3 separate regions of the Mus musculus genome follow, and all the other regions are linked to region 3. Evidence: chromatin contacts called from public HiChIP or PLAC-seq and promoter capture Hi-C data. All regions are on one chromosome and are shown on one strand. The core of a region is the stretch at or near the end of the contact, and the rest is flanking DNA. Distances in the headings are between cores, read along the strand shown. Region 1 holds the start of Cyp1a1 (cytochrome P450, family 1, subfamily a, polypeptide 1). Region 2 overlaps Edc3 (enhancer of mRNA decapping 3). Region 3 holds the start of Rpp25 (ribonuclease P/MRP 25 subunit).

Region 1 (3,963 bases), core at 599-3,098, 190 kb after region 3:
AGGAACATCCTCCAGGGAGATACCTGGGAGGCTTGACTGGACACTCTTGCCTCTGTTCAGTGCTATCTCAGAGAGCACTCCCCTGGCCACCTCATTTGCAGTTGTAAACTGTCCCCTGCATATCATTTATCTTTCTAGTGCTCTTTTTGTACTATGCCTGTCTCTGTGTTTTGTTACTTATCACCTGTTTCCCCCATAGCAGCGGGTAAGCTTCGTCAAAGGAGTATTGTTAATCCTTTTCACCTCTGCATCAATCACCAGCATCCAGCATAGTAGGAGCTTGGCGAATATTTGCACAATGCATGAGGGCGGCATGTAACTAGAGTGGGAGGTGAGGGGGTGGATGAAGTGTTGTTTTTTTTTCCTGGTCTTGGTCACAGAGCAGATATCAATGTTCTTTCTGGGCTCGGGAGCTCACAGGGGAGGGCAGGTGAAGGTGTTAGTTAGGAACAGGTTGAGTTAGACACGCCAAGTTCAGATGTTCTTCTTACACTAATCTCACTCTGGGAGCACCCTTCAGGGCCAGAGAGCACCTGCAAAACAGCCAGCTAGGCGTGCCGGGTGGTGCTGCGTGTCCTGCCACTAAAAATGTGGACACACGCTGTTCAGGCCTTTGCTCTCAGGCAGAAGCCGAGCATCGCACGCAAACCCGGCCCTTTGCACCGCTGGCGCTGTCTTGTCGCGCCCTTGCAAAGCATAGACTATTTCTATCTCTTAAACCCCACCCCAACGCCCCAGGAGAGCTGGCCCTTTAAGAGCCTCACCCACGGTTCCCCTCCCCCAGCTAGCGTGACAGCACTGGGACCCGCGCCCGGTTGTGAGTTGGGTAGCTGGGTGGCTGCGCGGGCCTCCAGGCTCTTCTCACGCAACTCCGGGGCACCTTGTCCCCAGCCAGGTGGGGCGGAGACAGGCAGCCCGACCTCTGCCCCCAGAGGATGGAGCAGGCTTACGCACGCTAGCCTCAGGAACCTGTGTGCGTGCCAAGCATCACCCTTTGTAGCCCCAGACCCCCTCCTGCTGTCTCGCGTGGATCCTTCCTCCACCCTTTCCTCCACCATACTTAGATAGCTCTGCACCCGCCGCCCGACTTCTCTGTGTTGCCTGCTTCAGTATGTATGCACAACACTAGCAAGCCCCGGGAGCCTACAGGGAGCTGCAAGCGGGGACTCCCGGGCTTGCAGCTTGCCTAAGGTGACCCTTAGAGGTGAGATCTGCAAGCCTGCCATCCATCCCCACCCTCTAGATGAAGCAGCGCGAACTTCGGCCGATACCCAATTTGTGGGGCACAGAGTCAGTCCAATGGCGCCACTGGCCTTCCTGTCCTGTGACCTCTGGGCTGGGGTCGTTGCGCTTCTCACGCGAGCTTGGACTCAGTAATCCAGGGAAGCAAAGTCACCACCCAGCTGTTCTCCCTCTACCAGCCTTTCCCGGGCACCCATTGGCTTGTAGTAGGCAAGAGGATCTTACACACTGAATGTTTCAGGGGTGCAAAAATAGTGAAAAGGAATCCCTATGACCCGGAATGGAGGCCCCAGTACTTACTTTTTAGGTTACCCCAGAATTTTTCCTCAAACCCCTCCCTCAGTGGGATTATGCACTGTCCATGGAGCACCTTGAAAGTGTGGGGGGTGGTGACCCCAACCTTTATTCTTTTTCTTTTCTTATGTTTTTTTGTGCCTGTACCTACATCAGGTATCCGGTATGGCTTCTTGCCTATCTCCCCCCTCCCCCCTGCCTAGAGCACTCCCTAAGGCTGTCCCTCCCTCGGTCCCACCACTGGGCTCAGATAAGGAGGCGTGGCCAACAGACACAGAGTCCTATAAAGGTGGTGGTGCCTTCACCCTAACCCTGAAGGTGGTAGTTCTTGGAGCTTCCCCGATCCTCCCTAGGGTCCTAGAGAACACTCTTCACTTCAGTCCCTCCTTACAGCCCAAGGTGAGTGCTTGGGGGGGCTCCTGGATTGCCCCTCCCTCCCTCCCTCCCTCCCTCCCTCCCTCCCAAGAAAAGGAAATTTTTGGTGAAGAGTTACTGGGTAGCTCCTTCAAAACAGGGAACTACACTTTTATTTATTTATTTATTTATTTATTTAGTGACCAGGTAAATTCCTTAAGGGAGAAACTGAGGCCAGAGGTATCAGCTATTTAGATAGAAATGAGATACCCTTCCACTTCAGGCCCCTCCCCCTCCTCACTGACCTCCTAGGGCGTCTTCCCTGCACCTTTAGCCCCTTCCTCAGGACTGCCAGTGGGGGTGAGGGCTCCTCTCTGGATGTGTAGGGTGGACAGTGAAGATGCACTGAGCTTTTCTGGTGTTCTCTGTCTTATTTAAAAACTACCCCCAATAGCCTCTACCCTCCCAAAGGGCAGCATGTCAGAGCTGTTTCTGACCTAGGCTAGAGAGGCTCCCTACCCCACTGACTGTCTCTTCTATCCTTGCTGGGATACCATCAGCTCCATAAACTGAGAGCTTCAGGGAACTGGAAACACCAGTTACATTTCCCTCGGCCCTTCCACCTTCCAAAGGTTAGGGTTCCTTAGGGACACCAATTATGAAGTGTGTTTTCAGCCCCTCCAGGAAGCCCCTCTGCTTCAAGCTGACTGTAGTATTTGGGAATTGTACATCTTCCTATCGTATGTGCTTCAGATCTTCTCTTCCTAGGATCTGTACCCTCTGAATTAAGCAATCTTTCTTGTTGGCTTGTTTTGTTTTTTTGAGACAGGGTTTCTCTGTGTAGCCCTGGCTGTCCTGGAACTCACTCTGTAGACCAGGCTGGCCTCAAACTCAAGAGTTCCTCCTGCCTCTGTCTCCTAAGTGCTGGGGTTAAAGGTATGGGCCAGTGCCTCCCTCCCAGATGAATTGGGCAAGCTTGTCTTACCCTCTCTCCCAGTTATGTAACTGAAGTCTCAGTGTTAATATGACTTGTCCAGGATGACCTGGACTGTACTTCACTGCAATGTGACTCTCCTGACTGGGCAGAGCCTTGGAGCAGATGTTAAATTTGCTTACTTTTTCTAGAATAAATCTAAAGAGAAAGTGTCCTCTTAGTCAAAACTAAGCTCAAATCCATTCCTAGTTTTCCTGACTCCAGTCAGTGGTTTTCTTATAGCCCTAACCTTATAGGAATCTTCCTTTTCATTTCTGCTTTCTTATGACAGCAAAAGAGGGGGAAGGACCAGACTATTCATTCATGAGAACTGAGCACAACAAAAAGCTTGGCCTGGATTACTGTTACTTGGAGCTGTGTCTAGCTGGTCTCCCTTGGCTTTTAAAGTGTGGCCCCGTTGAACTTAGGGAGCTAGGCCTGAGAGGAAGGTGGCTTGGGCATTGGTTTTCCTGTACCCTCTCCCATTCCTGTCCTCTACTGGGGTTGATGGGGTTCTTTAGATCCTGAGATGAAGAACAGTAAAGAACTGAGAACTCAGATTCTCAAAAGTTTTCGTTCTCAAAAGGAGGCATCTGTGATAGCAGCTGTACATTCTATGGAACTTTCCCTAAGAGCTGTGAGCCCTGGCTAATGCCCCATTTGGAAGCTGATTTCCCTGCTGCTAGAGTAAGCAATGAGGCCAAAGAAACAAATGATCTCTTGATTTCCTGATAGGATGGCGGCTTCCTCAAGGGTGATGGGTAGACCCAAAGAGATTTTTCGGGTGACATTTGTTAGTTGCACATTTATTGGAATGTGTTAGGAAAATCAAAGCTGTATTTAGGTACAGACATTGTTCAGGATGATGTTGCCTAGTGGATGTAAAACTGATTTTAGGAGACACAAGGTAAATTGGGACGAGTGGAAACCACAGAGATTGGAAGCCACTGAAGCCACACAATTAAGAGAGGTGCTCTAGAAGTGGGCTACTTGGGTTGAAAGTTTACACAACATTCCCTAGCTGCATAACTTTGAGAATGTTACTTACTGTCTCTGAATCTTACTGCAGCCTTCTTCATCTGCTTATGACTAAGATTGAA
Region 2 (4,089 bases), core at 1,407-3,906, 230 kb after region 3:
TGCAGGTGACCATGACTACAGTGAGTGCGTAAGAGCAGTGGCCAAGTCCTGTCCAGAAGACAGCATTTCTCAGCACCTTCCCCATCCCCTGTTCCCAGGATGTGGCTTGAGCCTTGGGGGTTTGATGAACATGTCTGGTTTAGGGCTGGACTCTCAACAGCCACTTACTCTCAGCACTCTTGACAGCTGTGAGCCTCTATTAACCACTGCCCACTGTGTAGGGTGTTCTGTGGCCAGGTTAGAGAGCTGTACTAATATATGGGAATAAACTTAAATATATAGAAGGCAGTTTGACAACATGTCCATTTAGTAAATTATCAGTAGTGAGTTCCCCCTAGGGCTTAGGGCCTCTAGAGCCATGAGCTGTAAATCAGGTTTACAGTACTGAGCATGATCATCCCCCCCACCCACCCCCACCCCCGTGGAGCAGGCCTCGGATCCCTGCTGAGGATCTGAGTTGGTTACCCCATAACCCCCATGCTACTATTAAATTAATAGGCACATCTTGCATGGCGGGTTGGTATTGTAGCATTTAGGGTCCAACACTGGGTTTGACCTAATTTAAACATTACACATCCTCAATGTTTGTTACATGGTACCACATTAAGATATATAACTTTTATGTTCAATGTATTAGTTAAAAGTAAAAATTACTGGTCTTGGGGCTGGAGAGATGGCTTAGTGGTTAAGAGCACTGACTGCTGCTCTTCTAGAGGTCCTGAGTTCAATTCCCAGCAACCACATGGTGGCTCACAACCGTCTGTAATGGGATCCAATGCCCTCTTCTGGTGTGTCTGAAGATAGTGACAGTGTACTCACGTTAAATAAATAAATAAATAAATCTTTAAAAAATATATATTTTACTGTTCTGAGCAGGGCGGCCGTGGTACAAACCTCTAATCCTAAGACTTGAGAGGCAAAGGCAGATCTCTGTGAGTCTAAGGCCAACCTGGTCTACAGACAGCCAGAGCTACTCAAAGAAACCCTGTCTCAGAAAAAAACTTACTGATCTGATGTCTGACTACCTGAGTTTAATCTCCCCAGAACTATATAATGGTAAGAAAGAACTGACTTCCACAAGTTTTCTTAACACTTCTACATATATACCATGACATACATGCACAAATAAGTAAATAAATAAAAATATTTTAAAGTAAAAATTGAGAAGATTCTAATACTAGGAGAGGGAAGCTAAAAGTTCCCAAAAGAACTGTTGGAATAGAGACTAGAAGCTGGCAAGGTAGCTGGGGCCTGATAGACGAGGTGTCTGAAGTACAGGATGTGGGATAGATGCAGCCAGAACGGAAGGCCTCCTGTGCCAGGATAATGTTTGTTATAGTATTAGGCTTCTCTTAACAATTCCTTTTGATGCCACATTGCATTTTGTGGTAGCTTTAATATTGATCTGGAGGGGCTGCCTATACATTGCTAGTCTGAAGGTGCTAATTTGCAGGTGGTTTTGAAACGTAAAAGGAAGACATGCTTACCCCGAGACTCCCCATTTTGGGACTGCCACAGAATAGACTCAGTTCACAGATCCAGAGGACTCCCTTGCCCATCAGTGGAGCTGTGTCCATTGTTGATGAGATACAGGGCACAGAACCTCTCCCACTAAGGAGCCACCTTTGTGTAAAGATTGCATTACACTGAGAGGCACTTGGCTGTAAGAGTCAGGCAGGAGGAAGGCTGGACGGGGTGGACGGGAGGGAAGCTTGGATGTAGTACTGCCGGACTGGGGCCTGGAGAGTATCAGGACAGGTGTGTCTGTGAGGAGACACAGTCTGCAGTGCTGTGGACCGGAAGGCAGAGTGCACAAGTGACAGTATGGGAGTGGCAGACACATGCAGTGCTAGACCACTGGGTCCTACGACCCAAGAGTCAGCCCAGCCAGGCTGTAGAAGTGTGCAGAGAGGAGCCTCGTTTCCTGGCCTATGCAGTGTGCGCTTGAGTTGTTTTCCATGATACCTAGAAGTTAATGGGAGCGTTACAAATGCTGCGCTTGTCATGACTGGATACGGTTAGCTCTGCCTTTAGTCAGTACAGCTGTAAAATACGATATTCAGAGAAACCCAGCAACTGATTTGACTGCCTTGATTTGCAAACAATAAAGATCCACCTTCCAACCCAAACATAATTAGGTTTGGCCCATGTTCAGATGGCCAGTGTTATTGTTCGCAGTATACACGCTATGTTCTTGCTTCCTTTCCTTTGGGGCTTATTTTATTCCTCCTGCCTGTTTCTGATAAGCCTGTCTAGCTTCTTGAACTTTATTTATAAATGTTTAAGAGGAACTTTTTGGATTCTTGTGTGTTCCTTTTGGAGAAGCAAACAGAGCAGGCTCCAGTAAGGTCCCCAGCATAGGACCGCAGGCAGAGAGGATCCTACCCCACCTCACTCTAGGCTAGCTATCAAACTATGCCAGCCATCATTACAGACCGGGGGAGACGGTAGGAGACTCTGTTCCCAGCTGGAGTAGCACCTAGCCAGGGTAGAAACTGCTTGTTTCCCCTTATCTCCAGAGCTTCATTCATATTCTCTAAGACTGTGAGGGGAGAACCGGCTGAAAATGAATCTCCTTGTTCCCAGAGAGTGTCCTGTCTGTACAGCATAAGAGCTTGAAAAGCTTGATTTACAGTGTAGCAGGTCACCCATTTTAAACCAGTCGTACTTGTTCAGGTAAGTAGGTGAGGGAGTGTAGACAGAGTGAAAGCTCTCCTTTGCATGACTTTGGAGGTAAAGAGGTTTTTGAGGTAGGTGTGCAGCTAATTGGACAGGACAGCTTAGGAGTCTTGAAAATTCAGCCAGCCTTTTTACTGCTATCAGGGCTTCCTAATTAGTTCTGATAATATGTGTCTGTCTAAAGCAGGCCATTAAACATGGCCGTTTTAATCAGCTTTTGACATGTAAGGTCAGGCTGCACCTTTAGCCTTGGCACCTGGGACCCCAGTGACTTACATTTTAGAAAGGGGTGGAAAGAGAGGCTCTTGTTCTTAATGGCACTGTTTGTCACCTCTGCCCATAACAAACATGAGAGGCAGGCAGGCAGAAGCACTCAGCTGACATTTATTTTGACAAATGTTAGGCAATTTTCATTATGTCTTCCTTACATTAAATTGTATTATTCTGCCTTACTTGAGAAGACACAGGCCTAAATGCCATAGACTTGGGCTTTCCACTTGGTTCCTTTTGCCAAAACCCACAGCAAATATCCTTCTTGTGTCTGGTTTGGGCAATCTACACATCCAAGGCTGCATTCATAATAGAAATAAATGAAATTTCCCTAGAAATGACCAGTGGGCAGGCAGATTTTTCTAATCAGAATGCTAGAGCAATGGGATGATGATAAATCCACAAGAAAACTAATGTTTTTAGACTAGATCATAAATAGTGTGAGGTTTGTGTCTGTACATTTGACCAATTGGTGAGACCATGCCTGTGTTAAAGACAGAGATGCAACAAGCTCAGTGAATCATGGCTATTTATTGATATAAAAGGGTCACTACCCTACTTGAAGGAGTTAAGAATTTGGGATCCAAAATGCCTGACACAGATAGCATGCAATCCTCTGATGACTTACTAGAGCCTGTTTTGTTGTTGTTTGTGTTTTTTAAGTGTGTATGGGTGGTTGCCTGCATGTGTGACTACCACATATATGAATGCCCACAGAAGCCAGAAGTGTCAGATTCTTTGGAGTTATGGATGATTGTGAACTGCCATGTGGGTGCTGGGATTCCAGTCTGGATACATAGGTCTTCATGTATTCTCAAGAGTAGCCAGTGTTCTTAGCCTCTGAGCCATCTCTCCAGCCCAGTTCAGACAGGGAAGCTAAAAGGTCTTCCTGGCAGTGGACCTGCTTTTCTGGGCCATTGCATTTGGAAGATGACATTGTTATTTTGGGAGAACAAGACCTATGTTATTAAGGAAAGGGCTTCAGATCACAAGTTTTTACTTTGGTGTTGCTTTGTGCTTGGTTCCCTGACCTCTAAGATGTTACTGGTCTGCAGGCGCTAATATATGTGATGTGTACCACATAAACTTCAGAACTCTTAGAATTTTGTTTCTGGTGAATGAAAAAAAAATGTTCTTTTA
Region 3 (4,279 bases), core at 960-3,459:
CCAGCCTCCCGCCTTTCTCCCCTCTCTGACACCACGGCTTCTTCACGGTCCAACCGGTTTCTTCGGCTCACCGCCTCTCTGCCAGTTCTGGGCTTTCAGGCTGCCAGCATCGAGCTGTCCCCACATCCTTTTCCCCCATCACCTCCCCACTTGCACAGCCGGCAGGCGATGGAGAGAGCTGACAGCGTAATGAATGGCTTCAGCTGTAATTAGCGACCCCGCGGCTAATCACGATGTGCATTTACATTTTAAGTGCTGCTGAGGGAGCTGGAAAGGAAGCGATGCGCGGGCGGGGAACCGGGCCTTTTCTGCGTTCTCCCTCCACAGGAAAATAAAGTGAATGGGAGAGTCTCTGGCAGAGGGTAGTGGTACTGGGAGAGGGTGGCGGTGTCCTTGAGGGCCAACTTGGGTAGAGGCACAACCATTCACTCTTTTCAGAACAAACCTGCTGCCCCCAGATCTTCCAAATTGTAGTGTACGGCCTACATGATTTCCAAGTTGTTTAACCCAGGCTTGCATACTCCAGGGAACGCAGAGCTCTCTTCTTTTCCAACCAGCACATTCCTACATAGCTTCTAGTCTTTCTGGAACTTTTTCTCAGATCAATCCAAAACTGCCGACTTTAAGTCCACCACTTGCCTGAGTGCACTCAGTCGTGGGGTCTCCCCAAGGTTGGGACTCCAGAGCCTGCTTCTCCCTGTGAAATCTACAAGAATTAAGATTAGATCCAGGGCAGAGTCCCAGTTCGGGGCACACTCCTGGAGTGTGAGCAGGAGATTGGAGCCAGTCACTCACACTTGAGGTAAAAATAAAAAATAAAAAGTCCAGCTGCTGCAGCCACACTCCAAGAAGAGATGAGATATAAGCTCGTTGTTCTGAGCTGAGGGGCTGAGAATTGTCACAGATAGCAAAGAGGAAGAGGAGGGCCGGGCAGCTCTCCCCCTAGACTGATGCTGTGCTCATCCAAACACCATCTTGCTGATACTTTGAGAACACCGTTCCTTACAGTCCTCAGTGCGTCTTCCTTCCCGGTGCTTCCCACGTCTGTCTGATTCCCTCCCTGCCTTTCCATGGAAACGGGATTGAATATTGAGGGCGTGGCCCCAGGCCAGGGTCACTCCTTATTAAACAGTCTTGCTTTGATCAGACCTCATCTTTCTACTGCCCACCTCACCTCGCAGCAGAGCCCGAGCCTCTGCTCAGATTCAGTGGAGTTCCCAGAGTTTGCAAGTACCCGCCCCCACACACACACATTCCGCCAAGGCACTCCACCCTGCCTCCCACCTCTTAAAACCTGTCTTCTCTCAGTCTCCTTTTAACAAAAACAACCCTCTGGATTTCTAGAGGCCAAGGCTGACTGGCAAGGAATTCCACCTGGAATTGGAAGTCAGGAATCCGGCGTTAGCTCGGGCTGAGCCACGCTCATAAACATGTATGCAGCTCCAGTAAAGGACTTTCAGGCATGAATATAAGAATTTAACGCCTTGGAAGAAATGGTCTCCTGTTCCCCATTCACTTTAGGCTGGCCCAACGCATCACTTCCTGCATTTCAGAGGTGCATAGGTGCCGGGAGCCTGGAGGTATGATCAGGAGGAGCAAAGCTTAGTGTCTCTCTAAGCAGCTACGCAAGGACCAGGCCACGACGTAGCGGTCCCAGCCCAGGGAAGGCGCTGCGTGCAGCCGCAGCCAACGCCTCCCACTCTCTGCTGACCATGCACTGGCTGCCCTTGACGCAAAAATATAGTAAGAGAACGGGAGGGAGGTCCCTGGAGGGGTGGAGTAGCGAAGCCCCAAAAGGTGGTTTGGAGATCTCTTACCTAGGAGGGGTCTAGGGATGCCCTTGCGCTGGAACCCCGCAGGGCTCAGGGACCAGGCTTGAGTCGGCATTTGAACCTTAAGCATAGTATTTATTTAGGTTGTTCCTGCATAAGGTCTGGTTCAGGGAGAACAGATGGTGACTTCGGAGAACTTCACCTCCCAAATCACCCGTGGCTCTGTGACCCCAGCCGCTGAGCTCCAGCGCTGGATCCCAAAGGCTGGAGGGACTGGGACAAGTCACGCAGAGTTGGGGCGGGTCCTGGGCGAAGGGGCGGGTCCTATCTGGCTCCCAGGCGGAGCTTCTGCTAAAGGCGCGGAGCACAAGGTGCCGAGGGCGCAGAGTAGAACATCACTACCCTGTAGAAGTCTGGGCTGAAGACTGCACGTTCCCAGCCCACCCTCCAACCTTCACTCGGCGCCGGCACCCCAATCCCTGCCAGCTCTCGCCCGGCACGACCCGCGGCCATGCAGCCCCGGGCTTGAGGCGGCCCCATGGCAAAACCTGCGATCCCAGCGACGACGGCGCATGGAGAACTTCCGTAAGGTGCGCTCGGAGGAGGCGCCGGCGGGGGACGGTGATGAGGGTGGCAGCCCGAACTCTGGCCCTTTTGCAGATCTGGCACCCGGTGCTGTACACATGCGGGTCAAGGAGGGCAGCAAGATCCGCAACCTACTGGCCTTCGCCACCGCCAGCATGGCGCAGCCAGCCACGCGCGCCATCGTCTTCAGTGGCTGCGGCCGGGCCACCACCAAGACCGTCACGTGCGCCGAGATTCTCAAGCGCCGCCTGGCGGGCTTACACCAGGTCACGCGGCTGCGCTACCGGAGCGTGCGCGAGGTGTGGCAGAGCCTCCCGCCTGGGCCCACACCGGGTCAGACGCCCAGCGATCCGGCCGCCAGTCTCAGTGTACTTAAGAATGTACCGAGCCTCGCCATCCTACTTTCAAAGGACGCACTGGATCCACGACAACTTGGCTACCAGCCTCCGAACCTCAGTCCTGGTCCTTCGTCCCCTCCTACGGTGTCGACGTCCAAGAGGAGCCTGGGGGAATCTGCTGCTGAAGAAGGCACCGCTAAGCGGTCTCAGCCTGAGCCAGAGGCTGAGAATGAGGACAGGACCGCCTGAGAATTCTCGCCTCTGAGCCACCCAGACCGACTGAATCATATATCTTCAACACTCCTGCATACCTTTCAACACACGCACCTTTCATACCTGGGTTTTAAGGGGCCCATGTTCCTGGACACCGGTCCTCAGAATGACAGCGCGGATCCCAAGGCGACAGGAGAGAGCTCAGGAATGAGAAGAGAGGATCCTTGAAGTCCAAGGAAACTTTGTGGGACATGTTACCAGAAGCCACAGAACACCACCCACACCTTTGCTAGGCCGTCTTTTTTAGGGAAGCATGGTGGGTAGTGGGACTCTTGAGCTTTCTTGGGGACCCAGACGTTAAAAGCACCCAGTATGCATGGATGCTGACAGTTGAGGCTTTAAAAATCATCTTTGCTGTTAACTGAGAGCGGGAGCTACGGAGCTGATTACTTGAGGATGGCCAAGTTGAAAATGTCCGGACCCTATTCTGCACCCCCACACACACACACACCCTAGCAATTCCCTTTTAGCATCCCTCCCCCACCCGCCTTGCATGATGGCTGAGAGGGGACTTAGGACAAAATCTGCCATGCTTCCTCCCCGAGTCCTGCTGGAGTCTTGCTTCCAATAAAACAAACGTGAAAATGGCTCTGTCTTCAGTTTTGTTCTTTTTTTCTTTTTCCTTACCCACTCGCCTGTGCAGAGACCACTTTGGCATGCTTGCCTTCAACCCTATTAGCCTTTGGAGTCTTCAAGGTCAGACACAGAGACTGGGGCAGTGTCAAAATGTTGAAAGAGGGACTTGTGGTGGAGGGGGCCGGGGTCTGTGTCACTGTTGTATCACCACAAGGGAAAGGAAGCAGTTTTGCTACTTCTCTGGGAGGGGAAGGAGGGGGGAGCATTGATGAGCTGGAGGCGGCAGCCTGCCAAGGCCGGCAGACCATGCTAAGGTTCTAACCTTGCTCGCTCCTCGCAGTAGACATTCTTACCCAGAGGCAGGCACAAAGCCCCAAGAGTAGGAGCTCCCCTTCACTGCCCTCTCTCTGCAAAAGGACAGCACACCCTTGGGAGAGGGGGAGGAGAGAGACAGCACAAATCCACTGCTGGAAATTACTATTCAGCAGAGAAGCTTGGGCTGTGAATCACTGCGGGCTCCCTGATAAGCCGCTGCCTCCAGCCCTGCACAGCTGTGTGTGGAGAGATAACAGCCTCAGATGCCTCTCAGCCCAAGTCCAAGCCTGGAGGGGGCGGGGGTGTGCTGTGTGCTGGGGAGCTGTGCAGCGTACAGCTCAGAATCTTCAGAGCAGATGCTACCCCATGGAACCCAGCACCTCTGGAAAGGAGATGGGAGAGAATAAATTTGTAAGTCAC

Evidence for each region. Promoter capture Hi-C pulls out the DNA fragments that hold promoters and counts their contacts. HiChIP or PLAC-seq counts read pairs in DNA pulled down with a chosen protein or histone mark.
Region 1: a contact with region 3 is called in an HNF4G HiChIP or PLAC-seq map of pancreatic cancer cells. The contact joins the promoter of Cyp1a1 here to the promoter of Rpp25 in region 3. A contact is called at or near these places in 4 of 39 promoter capture datasets (the SN4741 cell line, cranial neural crest, embryonic stem cells and 1 more), 2 of 484 Hi-C or Micro-C datasets (CD8 central memory T cells and natural killer cells), 5 of 115 datasets of contacts at active chromatin or transcription factors (embryonic stem cells, extraembryonic endoderm stem cells, microglia and 1 more) and 3 of 9 other capture datasets (adipose tissue, liver and pancreatic islet).
Region 2: a contact with region 3 is called in a promoter capture Hi-C map of pre-B cells. The contact joins the enhancer-like site here to the promoter of Rpp25 in region 3. A contact is called at or near these places in 6 of 39 promoter capture datasets (the C10 cell line, cranial neural crest, liver and 2 more) and 1 of 9 other capture datasets (adipose tissue).

The regions. Positions count from the first base shown.
Region 1 is chr9:57,695,765-57,699,727 of GRCm38.p6, forward strand. It overlaps Cyp1a1 (cytochrome P450, family 1, subfamily a, polypeptide 1), which reads left to right and starts at 1,849. Exons shown (of 7, transcript NM_001136059.2): 1 at 1,849-1,935. RefSeq lists a promoter at 208-1,909 and enhancers at 637-654, 708-1,064, 779-798, 856-874, 967-985 and 1 more.
Region 2 is chr9:57,734,600-57,738,688 of GRCm38.p6, forward strand. All of the region lies in intron 4 of Edc3 (enhancer of mRNA decapping 3), which reads left to right. Among named protein-coding and RNA genes, the nearest start is that of Edc3, 28 kb to the left of the region's middle. Within about 2 kb of position 2,657, at least 13 of the 459 cell types and tissues checked have an H3K27ac peak or open chromatin away from gene starts, as enhancers often do.
Region 3 is chr9:57,501,893-57,506,171 of GRCm38.p6, forward strand. It overlaps Rpp25 (ribonuclease P/MRP 25 subunit), which reads left to right and starts at 2,210. Exons shown (of 1, transcript NM_133982.1): 1 at 2,210-3,555. The coding sequence starts at 2,345. The coding sequence ends at 2,944.